Linked DNA regions of Capra hircus: region 2 is linked to region 1. A link is a contact called in public Hi-C data. All regions are on one chromosome and are shown on one strand. Each heading gives the region's core, a stretch centred on a gene start, on an enhancer-like site or on the middle of the called end of the contact. The rest is flanking DNA. Distances are from core to core; before and after follow the strand shown. Region 1 overlaps LOC102185312 (chondroitin sulfate proteoglycan 4). Region 2 holds the start of SNX18 (sorting nexin-18).

Evidence for each region. Hi-C and Micro-C count contacts between places; a contact is called where the count stands out from the background.
Region 2: a contact with region 1 is called in a Hi-C map of blood, with 2.7 times the contacts expected there. The contact joins the promoter of SNX18 here to the enhancer-like site in region 1. A contact is called at or near these places in 4 of 5 Hi-C or Micro-C datasets (blood and liver).

Annotation. Positions count from the first base shown.
Region 1 is chr20:24,264,765-24,271,832 of ARS1.2, reverse strand. It overlaps LOC102185312 (chondroitin sulfate proteoglycan 4), which reads right to left. Exons shown (of 10, transcript XM_018065745.1): 2 at 5,306-5,469; 3 at 1,415-4,981. Among named protein-coding and RNA genes, the nearest start is that of ESM1, 110 kb to the right of the region's middle. Within about 2 kb of position 1,947, at least 1 of the 5 cell types and tissues checked has an H3K27ac peak or open chromatin away from gene starts, as enhancers often do.
Region 2 is chr20:24,636,349-24,643,247 of ARS1.2, reverse strand. It overlaps SNX18 (sorting nexin-18), which reads left to right and starts at 3,490. Exons shown (of 2, transcript XM_013972781.2): 1 at 3,490-5,287. The coding sequence starts at 3,661.

The DNA of each region.
Region 1 (7,068 bases), core at 698-3,197:
CAGTTACTAATGTATTATCAAGACATAGTTCACAGTGGCAAGAAACCTAGGACTCAGAAAATAGAGCTGAAAGAAATAAAATGGTATCTAGAGAAGGAACAAAAGATAGTAGAAGAAGTAGCAGATAAAGTACTAAAATTGCAAGACTTTAAAGGAAAGTCTATTTTTAAACTAGCTCAGCATTTTAAATATACATTTAATTTACTGATTCAGCAAAATTCATCTCAAAACTTTCTGTGACAGATTTAGAGTCCATAGATTTAGTCTGTGTACACCCCCTTGTGGTGAAACAAATTCTCTAAGATCCTGAAAAATAATTGAGAAAAAAGCTGGTGGGCTCCATAGTCTCTTGGTCAAAACTCATTATTCAGTAAATTGCTCTGACTTGAATTCATTTCTGCTGCTGCTACTGTTCAGTTGCTCAATCATGTCCAACTCTTTGCAACCCCGTGGACTGTAGCCGCCAGGCTCCTCTGTCCACGGGATTCTCCAGGTAAGAATATTGGCGTGGGTTGCCATGCCCTCCTCCAGGGGATCTTCTCGACCCAGGGATCGAACCCAGGTCTCCTATACTGCAGGCAGATTCTTTACCACTGACCCACCAGAGAAGTCCAAATTCATTTTTACTTAATGTTATCGGCTGTATTTAGCAAGCAGGCAAACTCGCTTGCAGTCCTGAGGGTAGATTCAGAATAGCTTGCATTTGTGGCCAACTGTCATAAATCAGTTTACATACCCTGCACAGATTACTCATTCTCCCCTAACTCTGATCAGCAGGGCTGTGCTGCTAGAGGCTCTCAAGTTGTAGTCTCAGGAAACCAGGCGGCTTCTGGTGTGAAGTCTCACCCTTGGCATTCCCCAGGTCTGGGCCAATTTATCCATCAGTTTCAAGAAACTACACAAGGCCACATTCAGAGCTAAAGAAATAAACTGTGTAATATAGTATCCTCGTCTGTTTTAGGAATCCTTTTTATGTCTGTTAAATTACACGTTTATACCCTGCTTCACCACATTACAAATGTAACTCAGATCAAATGAAATATTGGCGGTGTTGCCATGAGAAATGAAAAAAGTAATGACCTCTTTATTGACTATAATATATACATTCCCTCCTCCTTCGCAGGTTATTCTACATTATAAACATATATGCATACTCGTGTGATCATATGCACACAACTTTAAAATGAAGGGAACTTAGGATTCGTTATATTCCATTTCCAATAGAACAATTAGCAGTATCAAAATCGTGGAACCGTCTGGCTTTTCTTCTCAAAGGCATCTGCATTTTTAAAAAGTCATTCCAAATACCAGGAGAGAAATCAGCACAAAAATAGCTCTCAGGAGCAAACAAAGAGATCATTTGTCCCTGTGGTTCCACAGGGGGAGAATGCTAGGAGCTGGGACCAGCACTTACCTGAAGCCTTCCTCTACTCAGTTTTACTGGTTTTCCTTCTTCAACCATAAGGGTCTTGCTGTGCAGAATTCGCGTGTGATGTTGGTGGCTTTCTGAGTCCACCTGCACGTAGACTCCCACATATAAATGTATATCTTTAACTCGCACTGTTAGGTTGAACATATCGAAGCTGCCACTGCCATCATGCCTATAAGTCACATGCCCTTGCTTCAAGTCATGCATGGAAAATGAGCCAGGCGCTGAGCTGCTGACCAGCACTCTGCCGTGCTTTGGGGGCTGCACAATATGGAATTCGACCTCGTGGTCTGTTCTGACATCTTGGTTTGTGGTGACACTGAGGTTGGCTGTTGTGAGGCTGCTGTCTTTTCCTCTCTGTACGAGCAGCCCCGTGTTGTTGACTACACGGACGTAGGGGTCTGACACGCTGACCTCAAGGAGGGATGATGTGTAATGGACACCATCCGTCACGAACAACACAAAGCGGGCCGAGTCTGCGCCCCAGTGCCTGAAGAGCACGCGTCCTTCCCGCAGGTCCTCTTGCCTGAACTGGTAGAGTTTCTGCGTCGGGTCACTGGCTTGCACCAAGTCCCCGTTCGGGATGCCCCGCCGGATGTAGAGCAACTGCCCGTCGTCAAAATCTGAGTCAGGGTCATGGTAGCAGAGATCTGAGAGGGTCAACAAGCGCTGGCCGTTCCGCACAACCTGAAAGACCTTATCCACCACGCGCACTGGTTTCTCGTCATTCTTTAACTCCACAGAAATGGTGACTTTGATTTCTGTAGACAGATGCTCCGTGTCAAGATCCCTGAACGCTCCCTCCTGGTCTGGTCCTGCGGTGGAGGCCACGAGGAGGAATTCGTCACTCTGGGTCTCAGAGTCATCGTGCTCATATATCAGCTCCTCACCCAGGATATCTTGATCCGTGAAGGCAGTAATGTCCTGATTTCCAGGAAAATCTAAAAAGCGGATCAGTTTCAGCTTCCCGTGTTGCGGACTCTTGGTGACTGTATATTGGAAAGTCCGATTGTCTAAGGTTTGAGCAAATAATTCCGACTTTGTGATTAATTTCCCTTCTCCCTCTTTTACAAGTAATCCTCTGTTCGTTACAATAATGTGCCTCCTCTCTGCTTTAAAGTTGATTCTGAAAGTATAATCTTTTGATTCTATGTGTTTTGCAACCATCAAGAACCTGAAAATATCTTGTGAATGTTCCCTGGGCCTCTCCTGTGGTTCATAACTTATCTTTCCATCTGTAATGTTTTGTTGGCTGAAGACTGAGTTTATCTGTAGAACTTCTGTGCCAAGTAACAATTTTCCTTTCTTAGGGGGGCTCAGTAACTTAAAATGCAGTTCCCTCTCAGCTACTTCCACCCCCTCTGTCACGGCCTGTAAGTGATCAGAATTCAATACATGCCTGTTTATTTTACTGATCTCAAGGGCAACATTTTTCAGAAGGGTAAACTTTAGCCACTGTATCGTAATAGGAAACACCAGCTCTTCGCTGCTTTTTCCTTCTATGTCAACTTTAAATTTAAAGTGATCCGTAACATTTTCTAGTTGCAAATCTTTAAATGTAGTACAGTACCGGATCTGACTCCGATCAACAGAACGCTGAGAAAAGGTACTGATTTGTTTCCACTCGCCACCTGGCCCTTGCTGCTGAATTTGGCCAAAGCGAGGTGGATAAGTGATAACATAACGGGTGTCCACCTCAGGGCGTTCACCATTAACCTCCACCGACAAGTTGCTCTGTGTAATCAGAACCGAACCACCCTGCTGTACGGCCACACCGGTCCGCTTGGCCACTGCCAACTCCCAAGGAATAGCCATGACCCGCAACACCACTGTACTGCTAACCAGCTCTCCATCATTTGCTCTCAGAAGGATCCGGGAGTTTGGATGGCCCCTGTGCACATAGAAAATATTGCCATCTCTTAAATCCCCATATGAGAAACCACTAATGCCTCTCCCGGGATCATTGATGTTTTCTAAAAACCCAGCATCTGAATTGAAGTTGCCAAGCACTGAGACACTAAGACTCGAGGAATCTGTGTCTGGGTCTGAAACGTGTATGATATTTGGAGTCAGTCGTTTCTTAGAATTCTCAAACACGAGAAGCAAGTTTCCTTCAGGGAGCTTAAGGTTTGGGGGATCATTTACTGGAATGACAACAATATTAAACACATAAGAAACATGTCCTTGCAGATGCAGTGGCACTTCCCTCTTGCTGTTGGAAGAGACTGAAAATGTGAAATAATCCCTAGGTTCTTCTGAACCGTCATGGACATACCAAACGTTCCCTTGCTCCAAATCCAGCAGAGTGAAAACTTTTTCCGGTCCTTGCTCAGGGGAAACATCTAATCGAAGGAACCCATAAACAGGCATCTCCTTTATTTTAAAGAGTATCTGAGACTGATGGATACCCAAATCCTTCAGCTCCATATCCACCTTCATATGCCTTTGTTCCAGTAAGGCTTGCCCACCTTCTTGGACCTCCAAGTTATTCAGGACCAAGAAATAGCTACTCACATCTTGAAGACTAGGCTTGCCCGCCTCAGAGTCGGCAGTGGAAACGGGAACTTCTGCCAGCAGCAGTTTCTCCAAGGTTGTTGCAAAAGGGTTTTCATTATCACTGCCCTCCGTTTTACACCCAGCAGATATATCTTTGGAAACAAAGGCATCCTTTAATGCTTTCTTTTCTGAGTTGGCTTCCAAGCCTTTTAAGCACCCTTTAAAAGAGATTCCTCCAGCAGATTTCCCAGACACAGAGGCAAGTCCTAACCTCCTAACTTCTTCTCCCTTGTGTCTATCAAGACCTCCCACGAAGAGAGGGCCTGCAGATACAAACAGTTTGCTCTGCAAAGGCAGGTTTGTCCTTACTCTTTGTTCATCCACCATCAGGTCCAAGTATCTTTCAGTGAATCTGAGTTGAATATCGTGCCACTGGTCGTCACTAACTGAGCTGAAAGAAGAGAGCTGAGTATCACTCCTATTCCTTCCTACATGAGCCTTCAAAAGACCTTTAACTATTTCCAAAGCGACAAAATCTCCTTCCCTACCTGACTGAAATAAAAGCAAGGCTTGTTGAGTTCCAGTCTGCAAAGCAAATTCCAACAGCCCATCCCGTTGGACCTTCCACTCTGGGAAGGTGACATAGGATCTGGAGCTAAAGAAATTGATGGCTTCATCCTCTCCTGCAAAAAATTCATCACTGCATCCTAGTGACACCTCATAAACTTTCTTAAAACCAGGGTAAGATCTAAGAGAGGAAAGGATCTCCCTCTGGTTAAACACCACATCCTCCATACAGCCACGGAAATTGGGGAGCTGTCCATCAAGAAATGAGACATCAAGTCCATCGTGGCCCGCGATGTAGATTCCATGCTGAAAGTGCAAATTGTGCATCCCACCAGTGATCCGGCCAGTCATCTCATAGTGTTTGTCAATAACGAGAGAGACATGATCCTTAACACAGTACATTTCCACTAAATGCCAAGCCAAGTCATCCACACGAAGCCTTTGCTCAGAAAGAAGCACTGGTTCACCTGTCCCCAAATTCACTCTCACCTGAAAGACCAAGAATCATAATTAAGCAATCTCATCTCATAGTGTTTTATTGAGAAAATATGGCCATTCACAAAGATAAAGAGAAACCTGGACATGGAAACCCCTTCCCACACTTATGGACTACATATTGAAATTAAAATGTTTTGCATTGGAATATTTAAGACATGCTCGTAACATTGGGGGAAGATCTCAACCCTTACATGTGGCATCTGATTTTATTCTAGTGAAATAGCAATAATCACGCGTTTTGTTCTCTTTCTCTCACTGTTTTTCCCTCCAGTAACTGAATCATTGTACATTTTTAAAGATTAAAAAAAATCTTACCCGTAAGTTTCCTGATAGAAGTTCAATTATACAGTAGTCATTTTCCCCAGCTGCAAGAAAAAGTAATCCCTGTGGTTTGCTGGTTTGAAATTTTAACTGAAGAGATAGCTCAGAGGAAACGTCTATGATATTGAGCCTCACGTAGCTTTCACCATAAAAAGAAGCTGTAGGAAAAAAAGAAGTCAGTAAACTTATTACACAATGACTGTTACACTTATATTGTCACCTCCCTGCAGGAGAGACCATGCTGAAGACAGCTGCCTTACCCAAGGCCACACCTGCTTCCTGGGATAGCCCACAGATCTGTCGTGGCGGGTATAAACGCTGTGTTCTCTTACTCCAACTCAGGACACTTCTGATGGATCAGTCCCTCTTCAGAACTCTTAAGAGGGCCAAGGCTTCTACTGAAACTGAACTGCAAATCTGCTTCTCTATATACCCAATTCTGCTTCTTTCCCTTCTAAAGGGGTTAATCCCAAGTCGCTGATGGTGAACTGGTATTGTAGTGAAAGGGAACACATTAGCCAGCTCTAAAATATCAACCTATGAGAAATATAGGGCAAGTAATAGCAATGAGAACAATGGAATTGCATGTCTATTGATAAGTTTGAATGAAGCTTTGGAAAAGATAAAGAAAAACTAGGAGAGATTAGCTGACAATTACAAGGCAGGTGTGAAAGCCAAAGGGCTTCCCTTGTAGCATATAAAGTCTTTCTCATCTCCTACAGCAGGTGGGCAGGGGAAGTTGAGACTCTCAGCCAGAAAATGGCATTGTCAGCTTCAAGCAAAGTTCAAGTTCCAATCATGTCAGGCTGCCTCTGACAAGTCCAAGGCTTTGTTTGGGAAAGAATGGAAACTTGACTTATGGGATGGGGACATCTCATAAGTCATCTTATGGGATGGGGTATTAATGCTCAAATACCCTGTGTCCCTAAATCCCTCTGAACGCTCTGATCCTGAAGAAAAGACCCATTCCCTGATTAAAGTGATCCTCCCTTTGCTGAAAGAGGATGCAGAAACCTCTCCCCACAAATAACATGTAACCCCTGAAGACACACCCCCATCTCTCCTCCTGACCACTAGACCCAAAAGCCTAAGTCACAATATAACTCTAGTATGGAGACATGACTAGACCCTACAGGAGCTGCAGGACGTATCCAGAAGGTAGTGCCAGCAGGAAATGCACATGGGACTAAGGATACCTAATCAAGGGGGCAGGAACATAAAGTTAAATGGGGAGACTTTATATACTTCTGGGGGCACATCCCCAGGGATGCAGGATGTAGCCTGCTGGCACAGACGGCTATAAATGATGCGGACTCACAGCTAAGGTAGATCCTAGAAGCACAGAAAGTGTGATGACTCAGTTTGAGACGCACATGGCAGAATTGCCATGATGGATGGATGGTGGAAGCAGAGATTCGAGGGACAGAAGTGGGACATCCAGAACTGAGCATGGACAGGACCAGAAGTCATGAGCAAGCCACACGACATGGTGGCCTGGAACTTCACGTCGTCACCTTTCTTGTGTCAGCACCTTTTCCTCAGCTTGTGAGTCTGGTTGCCTAATAAGGGAGAAACCCCTTACTTCCAGCTGATGGAAGGACCAAACACCTAAGCCTGGTTCATGGCTGAGTCAGCATCATCACGTGCACGCAGACTGGAAATGGATCCCAACTGCACTGCAGCTGCTCTTAGGCGAGGCCATGAAACCACCAGTGAGGGAAAATTCTCCCCAAGGTAAAACTAAGGGTAGTACATCT
Region 2 (6,899 bases), core at 2,241-4,740, 370 kb before region 1:
TATTTCATTGCCTGGGTACGCCACGGTTTATCCATTTACCTACAGAAGGACATCTTGGTTGCTTCCAAGTTTTGCCAATTATGAATAAAGCTGCTGTAAATATCTCTGTGCAGGTTTCTGTGTGGCTGTAAGTTAGCAATTCCTTTGGGTGAATATCAAGTAATGCGATTACTGAAGTATGTTTAATTTTGTCAGAAAATTCCAATGGTCTTCTGCAATGACTGTACCAGTTTGCATTCCCACCAGCAAAGAATGAGAGTCCCTGTTTACTGCAAATCCTCACTATCATTTGGTGTTATCAGTGTTCTGGATTTTGGCCTTTCTAATAACCTCATGCTGGAGAAGGAAATGGCAACCCACTCCAGTACTCTTGCCTGGAAAATTCTGTGGGTGGAGGAGCCTGGTAGGCTATAGTCCATGGGATTGCAAAGAGTCGGACACGACTGAGCAACTTCACTGACTTCAATAACCTCATGTGAAGAGTTGACTCATTGGAAAAGACTCTGATGCTGGGAGGGATTGGGGGCAGGAGGAGAAGGGGACAACCGAGGATGAGATGGCTGAACGGCATCACCGACTCGATGGACATGAGTTTGAGTGAACTCCGGGAGTTGGTGATGGACCGGGAGGCCTGGCGTGCTGCGATTCACGGGGTCGCAAAGAGTCGGACACGACTGAGCCTGAGCGACTGAACTGAACTGAACTGAGGAGGGAGGGAGGAGGGAAGGGATTAGCAGGCAGAACACAGAGGAGTCTTGGGGCAGTGAAAGTATTCTGTATGATAATGTAATGGTGAATACGTCATTATACATTTGTCCAAACCCACAGAATGTACAACACTGAGTGAATCCTAACAGAAACTCTGGACTTTGGGTGATGGATGTGTCCATGGGGAGGCTGTGTATGGGGGTGGTAGGAGAGGGGCAGGCTGTATACGGAAATATCTCTTTACTTTCTGCTCAGTTTTGCTATGAACCTACTACTGCTCTAAAAAACCAAAGTCTACTGGAAAAAAAAAAAAGCAAGGCATGCTTGTCTTGTTCCAGAAATAGCAGAGAAACCACTGCGGTTTCTCTCCAGTGGAAGAGAGGGATAGAAAGAGGGGCAGGAGCCCAGCCACCTAAGGGTGAGGCCTCCTACCTCTGAGGCCAAGGAAAGAAGTGTGAAAATGTCGTTTGGAGCCATTTAGTATTCCCTAGTGACTTGTTTTTAGAAAAGCATAATGAGATGGAAATAGTTGATGGTTATAATGATGATTCTGTAAATTGAGTTAATTGAAGTTCTGTAAATTGAAGTAATATGCTTCATTTTCTAGAGAAATCTCTTTGCAATGTACTACTATATCTACTTCCTTGAGTGAACATTTATAGGATTTAATACTTGAGTATATTTTCTAGCTATCCACGGCCTTTAAGGGGTGGGGTCTTTCCTGCTATTAGGGTGCCATGGGGCTAGGAACCATGTCCCTCTCGTTCATGACCGCTAAACATTTGCTCCTGCACTGGTTCTGCAAACAACCTCTGGAATCCAGCAGTTCCCCAGCCATGACTCTACAGAGAAGTCCAACCTATCTATAAATCCCCTCAAATTTCAGCAACATTCACACCTGAAACAGATTTTCAGTCTCCTTCTCTATTTGAAATCACAAAGCATCACAAGTTTCATGCTACTTAAATAACTCTTTAAGGTTAACTACCAGATGAATAGTAAAGGTGAAACAGAATAGATTTATCTTAAATATTTCGGATTAGCTTCTCAGGAGCTAATAAGTAAAATAAATTGTAATCTTGATGTTTCATAGATGTTGATGTCATGATTCTGAGCACATCAATTGCTGACATCAAAATTCAGTGACCTCTGTTACTTGCTGTGAGAACTGTCCTAACCCAGAATTTTCAGCTACAAGTGGTGTAATTCAGAAGTTGCTTACTGAACTGAATTAAGGGTTTGTATTAGGGATAAATACTGTGGGAGTAACTCTGGTATACTGGGTTGGTGGTTTTGTGCAGGAAGCTTAGAATTCCACAGCTCTTATGATTGTATACTCTTCTGGCTTGTTTCCCAGATTTGCTTGAAAAGGGTCAGAAGACAGGATGAAATTAATGACATATGAATGCTAACACCCAATTAGAGGTGTCTTCAAAGGAATAATTAGGCTAGACTTAATAAGAGGAGATTCTGAGAAGAAAAAGCTTTAGGCAAATTATACTCTGAAAGAAAAGAAAATGTGAAATAAGGCAACTCTAGGAGATTGGCGTTGATTTAAACTTCAGGAAGTGATTTTATCTACTTATCTTAAAAATAATATAAACATAGTGAGACAAATGAATGGAGAGGGGTGGTCACTGAGTCCAGACTAGGAGCAGGGGTCTGAATACTGGTAGCCTTCCTCCAGCACATATCCGGAGACTGAAATTAGGACCCCTGTTCTCTTTATAATGGAGAAGGAAATGGCAACCCACTCCAGTATTCTTGCTTGGAGAATCCCATCGACAGAGGAGGCTGGTGGGCTACAGTCCATGGGGTCACAAAGAGTCGGACAGAACTGAGTGACTTCACTTTCTTCTTTCTTTTCTTTCTTTCTTATGAAGGAGGACAAGGTTTTTGCTTTTCAAAATAACAACGGCAGCAGCAACAGCGGCAGCAAACACTTAAACGGTGCTTCCCACCTATAATGCTAGCTCTCTGTTTCATTTTCCTCCTCTGTAAATAGGGATTCCACGATTATCAAATCCCCACAAATCCCGGAGTGCAAAAAGTGACTTGCTCAAGGTCATACAGGCAGGGATTATCAGAAGACAGATCGACCCCAGTAGCCTGGGGCGGAAGCGTAAACTCTCATTCAAGCGTTTAAAATGCAAGCTTTCTCAGCACATTTATTTTAGTGTAAACTCTCCAATGCCTCCCTCCGCCACACCACCCTTAGCCTCTTAATTGGTGGAACGCAGCGCCTTCCTTACTTTGCTCTTGTCACGCTCCTGTCTTTTTTGACCAAAAACCTACAGTGGGTAGATGTTAGGGAGCTTCTCCGTCAGTTTACAGCGCCCCTCCCGGCATTCCGTCTTTCTTAGCGCAATAGCTAACCTTCACTGAAAACCCTTCAACAGACGCGTGGGTTTATGTCATTGTACGAGTATTCATTGAGCACTCAGAGTGGGAACGTTAATCAGCAATGAAAATATTAACTTACTTTCTAGGATACTTTTTGTTTTTCAACTTAAAAGCCTAAAAAAGAAAAATCTCAGTTCACTTCTGAATAGAAACCTTCACCCTCAAGCTCTCACCCCTGCGCCTCACTGAACGGCACTGGCCACAAGGGGGCAGTGGCGGCCACGGAGTCGAACCTGGGGTCGTGCGCGGCGGCTCGGCCATCGCTTGCTCTCGCCTGGAGCGCGACTCTCGGCCGTGGATTAGCGCAGCTGGGGACGTGGGAGGCCCCGGGCCCCGCCCCCGACCGGCGGCGGCGGCCCAGCGCGGCAGTCTGCGCTGCTAGCGGAGCGGCGCGGAGGGCGCGACCAGCGGGTGGGGGCTCAGGAGCGTGTACTGCCTTCGGGGCTCCTTTCCGCGCGCCAGGGCGCGGGCACCACCGCGGGCCCCTCGGGCGGGCGCCAGGCTCAGGGCGCCGGGGGTCAGGGGGCAGCCCGCCGGGGTGCCGGGACCATGGCGCTGCGCGCCCGGGCGCTCTACGACTTCAGGTCGGAGAACCCGGGCGAGATCTCGCTGCGGGAACACGAGGTGCTGAGCCTGTGCAGCGAACAGGACATCGAGGGCTGGCTCGAGGGGATCAACAGCCGCGGAGACCGCGGCCTCTTCCCGGCCTCTTACGTGCAGGTGATCCGCGCCCCCGAGCCCAGCCCGGCGGGCGACGGCGGCCCGGGCGCCCCGGCCCGCTACGCCAACGTGCCACCCGGCGGCTTCGAGCCCCTGCCTGCCGCGCCGCCCACCTCCTTCAAGCCGCCACCCGACGCCTTCCAGCCGCTGCTGCAACCGCAACAGGCGCCGCCGGCGAGCACCTTCCAGCCGCCGGGCTCGGGCTTCTCGTACGGCGGGAGCGCCCTGCAGCCGTCGCCGCAGCAGCTCTACGGCGGTGGCGGCTACCAGGCCAGCCAGGGTAGCGACGATGACTGGGACGATGAGTGGGACGACAGCTCCACCGTGGCTGACGAGCCGGGCGCACTGGGGAGCGGCGCTTACCCAGACCTCGACGGCTCGTCGTCTGGGGGCGTCGGCGCTGCTGGCCGCTACCGCCTGTCCACGCGCTCCGACTTGTCGCTGGGCTCCCGCGGCGGCTCTGCGCCCCCGCAGCACCACCCGTCGGGGGCCAAGAGCTCGGCCACCGTGAGCCGTAACCTCAACCGCTTCTCCACCTTCGTCAAGTCGGGCGGGGAGGCCTTCGTGCTGGGTGAGGCGTCGGGTTTCGTGAAGGATGGGGACAAGCTGTGTGTGGTGCTGGGCCCCTATGGCCCCGAGTGGCAGGAGAACCCCTATCCCTTCCAGTGCACCATCGACGACCCCACCAAGCAGACCAAGTTCAAGGGCATGAAGAGCTACATCTCGTACAAGCTGGTGCCTACGCACACGCAGGTACCGGTGCACCGGCGCTACAAGCACTTCGACTGGCTGTACGCGCGCCTGGCCGAGAAGTTCCCCGTCATCTCGGTGCCCCACCTGCCCGAGAAGCAGGCCACCGGCCGCTTCGAGGAGGACTTCATCTCCAAGCGCAGAAAGGGCCTCATCTGGTGGATGAACCACATGGCCAGCCACCCGGTGCTGGCACAGTGCGACGTCTTCCAGCACTTCCTGACCTGCCCCAGCAGCACCGACGAGAAGGCCTGGAAGCAGGGCAAGAGGAAGGCCGAGAAGGATGAGATGGTGGGCGCCAACTTCTTCCTGACCCTGAGCACGCCCCCCGCCGCCGCCCTCGACCTGCAGGAGGTGGAGAGCAAGATCGAAGGCTTCAAGAGCTTCACCAAGAAGATGGACGACAGCGCGCTGCAGCTCAACCACACAGCCAACGAGTTCGCGCGCAAGCAGGTGACCGGCTTCAAGAAGGAGTACCAGAGGGTGGGGCAGTCCTTCCGTGGCCTCAGCCAGGCCTTTGAGCTGGACCAGCAGGCCTTCTCGGCCGGCCTGAACCAGGCCATCGCCTTCACCGGAGATGCCTACGACGCCATCGGCGAGCTCTTCGCCGAGCAGCCCAGGCAAGACCTGGACCCGGTAATGGACCTGTTGGCGTTGTATCAGGGCCACCTGGCCAACTTCCCTGACATCATCCACGTCCAGAAAGGTAAAGCCTGGCCTTAAGAGCGTACGGTGTGGGATATGTTGTTCAGGCTGAGAGGGTCACTTTGACAGAAGTCCCATTGTCTGTTTCAGATTAATATCCCACAGGTCGGGATCCCGGCAGGGATGTGGGCAGCCAGACGGTGCCCCAAGGGTAGGGCGGATGGTGGGGTGGTAGCTTCCTCCTTAAAGTATTTCCAGACAGGCTGCGGGTACACTCTTCAGAGGAGGTTGGAAGAGCACTTTTGGCAACAGTGCTGTCATTTTAGAGTTTGAATAGCTGGGTAATGAGCTTCTGGGATCCGTCATCTTGTGTCTAGGGTAGAATGAGAAGGGGACCCAAGCCATGTTAGGCATCCATTTGAACACTGGCAATGTCACTTAGCCATGGGTTTCGGGAAGTGTGGAAATCAGGGGCAAGAGTGGATATCTGCAGAAAGGTAGGTCCTGCTTTTGCCCCTCTGCTCGTCTCAGCCCCTGCATTGGTAGAGAAATTAGGGTCAGTTCTCTGTAGGTACTACTTAAATGGGGCGGCATAGGAATTTCCTGCGCAGTCTTCTTGCTTGCAACCTTTATAAAATAAGGTAAAAGACTCAGCCAAATTTCAGGAAGTTTTAAGAAAATTGCTCTCTTTAAGCTTGGTCATTTTCAATTTGGTGTCTACTAACCGACTGAAATTAAGAGTATTATTTAGGAAAATGATGTAGGGAAGCTATGCAGAATGTATAGGATCTGAGTATTGTGTCTGAGAGCAGTGTTTCTGGTATCTCAGCGAGTTAGCTGCCCAACTGTCAGAGCTTGTTTTATTTAGTCGTCGTTAGTGTCCCTAAAGACTGAAGTTTGCAGATTGTTTTCTTAGAAAATAAGTTAGGGCAGAATTAGAGCAGTAATTCCTGCCTTAACGTTACTCGCTGGCTTGCATTCTGATAGCCTGCCTGGAGAGGGGTTGGAGTGGGGAGGCAGCCTTGCTGAGAGGTTTTCGGTTCAGTGTGGGGGAGGGGAGGACATCACTAATCACCTTCCTGAGGGGGTGGAAACCTCCTGGCCTTGGGTAATGAGTCGCTGGCTGCCCTTTCAGGTGGGACAACCCATTTACAAACAGCCCAGATCTTTAACCTGTTCTTCCTGGTATTAAACTAAAGTTTGTCTCTCTTGATTCTCTTTCTGTTGCCTGGAAACACACACAGTAAGTTTCTTCCTCGTCATGTCAGCCCATCAGACCCTTTGGGACAGCAGCTTCCTTCCTCTCTGCTGCACTCCTGCCTCTTCCGAATAGGTGACAGGCTTCTAACTCCCCAGAGCGGGGTCCTGCAAACATGCTGATGGTGGTATAGTCCCTGCTAAAATGCACTGTCCCAAACATCTGCAATACTAGTTTCAGTGGAGAACAGTAACTTTTTTGACAATTTACATCTTGTAAGTGCAGTATAAGGTTAAATTAGCTGTTTGGGCAGCCGTATCACTATTGACCTGCATTGAACCTGCATCTTTGTTCCCTGTGACCCCCCCTCTTTTGCATAAATTGCTATGAATTCTTGATATTTTAGTCGGTGCTGGTGCAACTGACTCTTTGAGCCTTTAATGCAGGATCTAACATTTAAATTCCACTGTGTTAC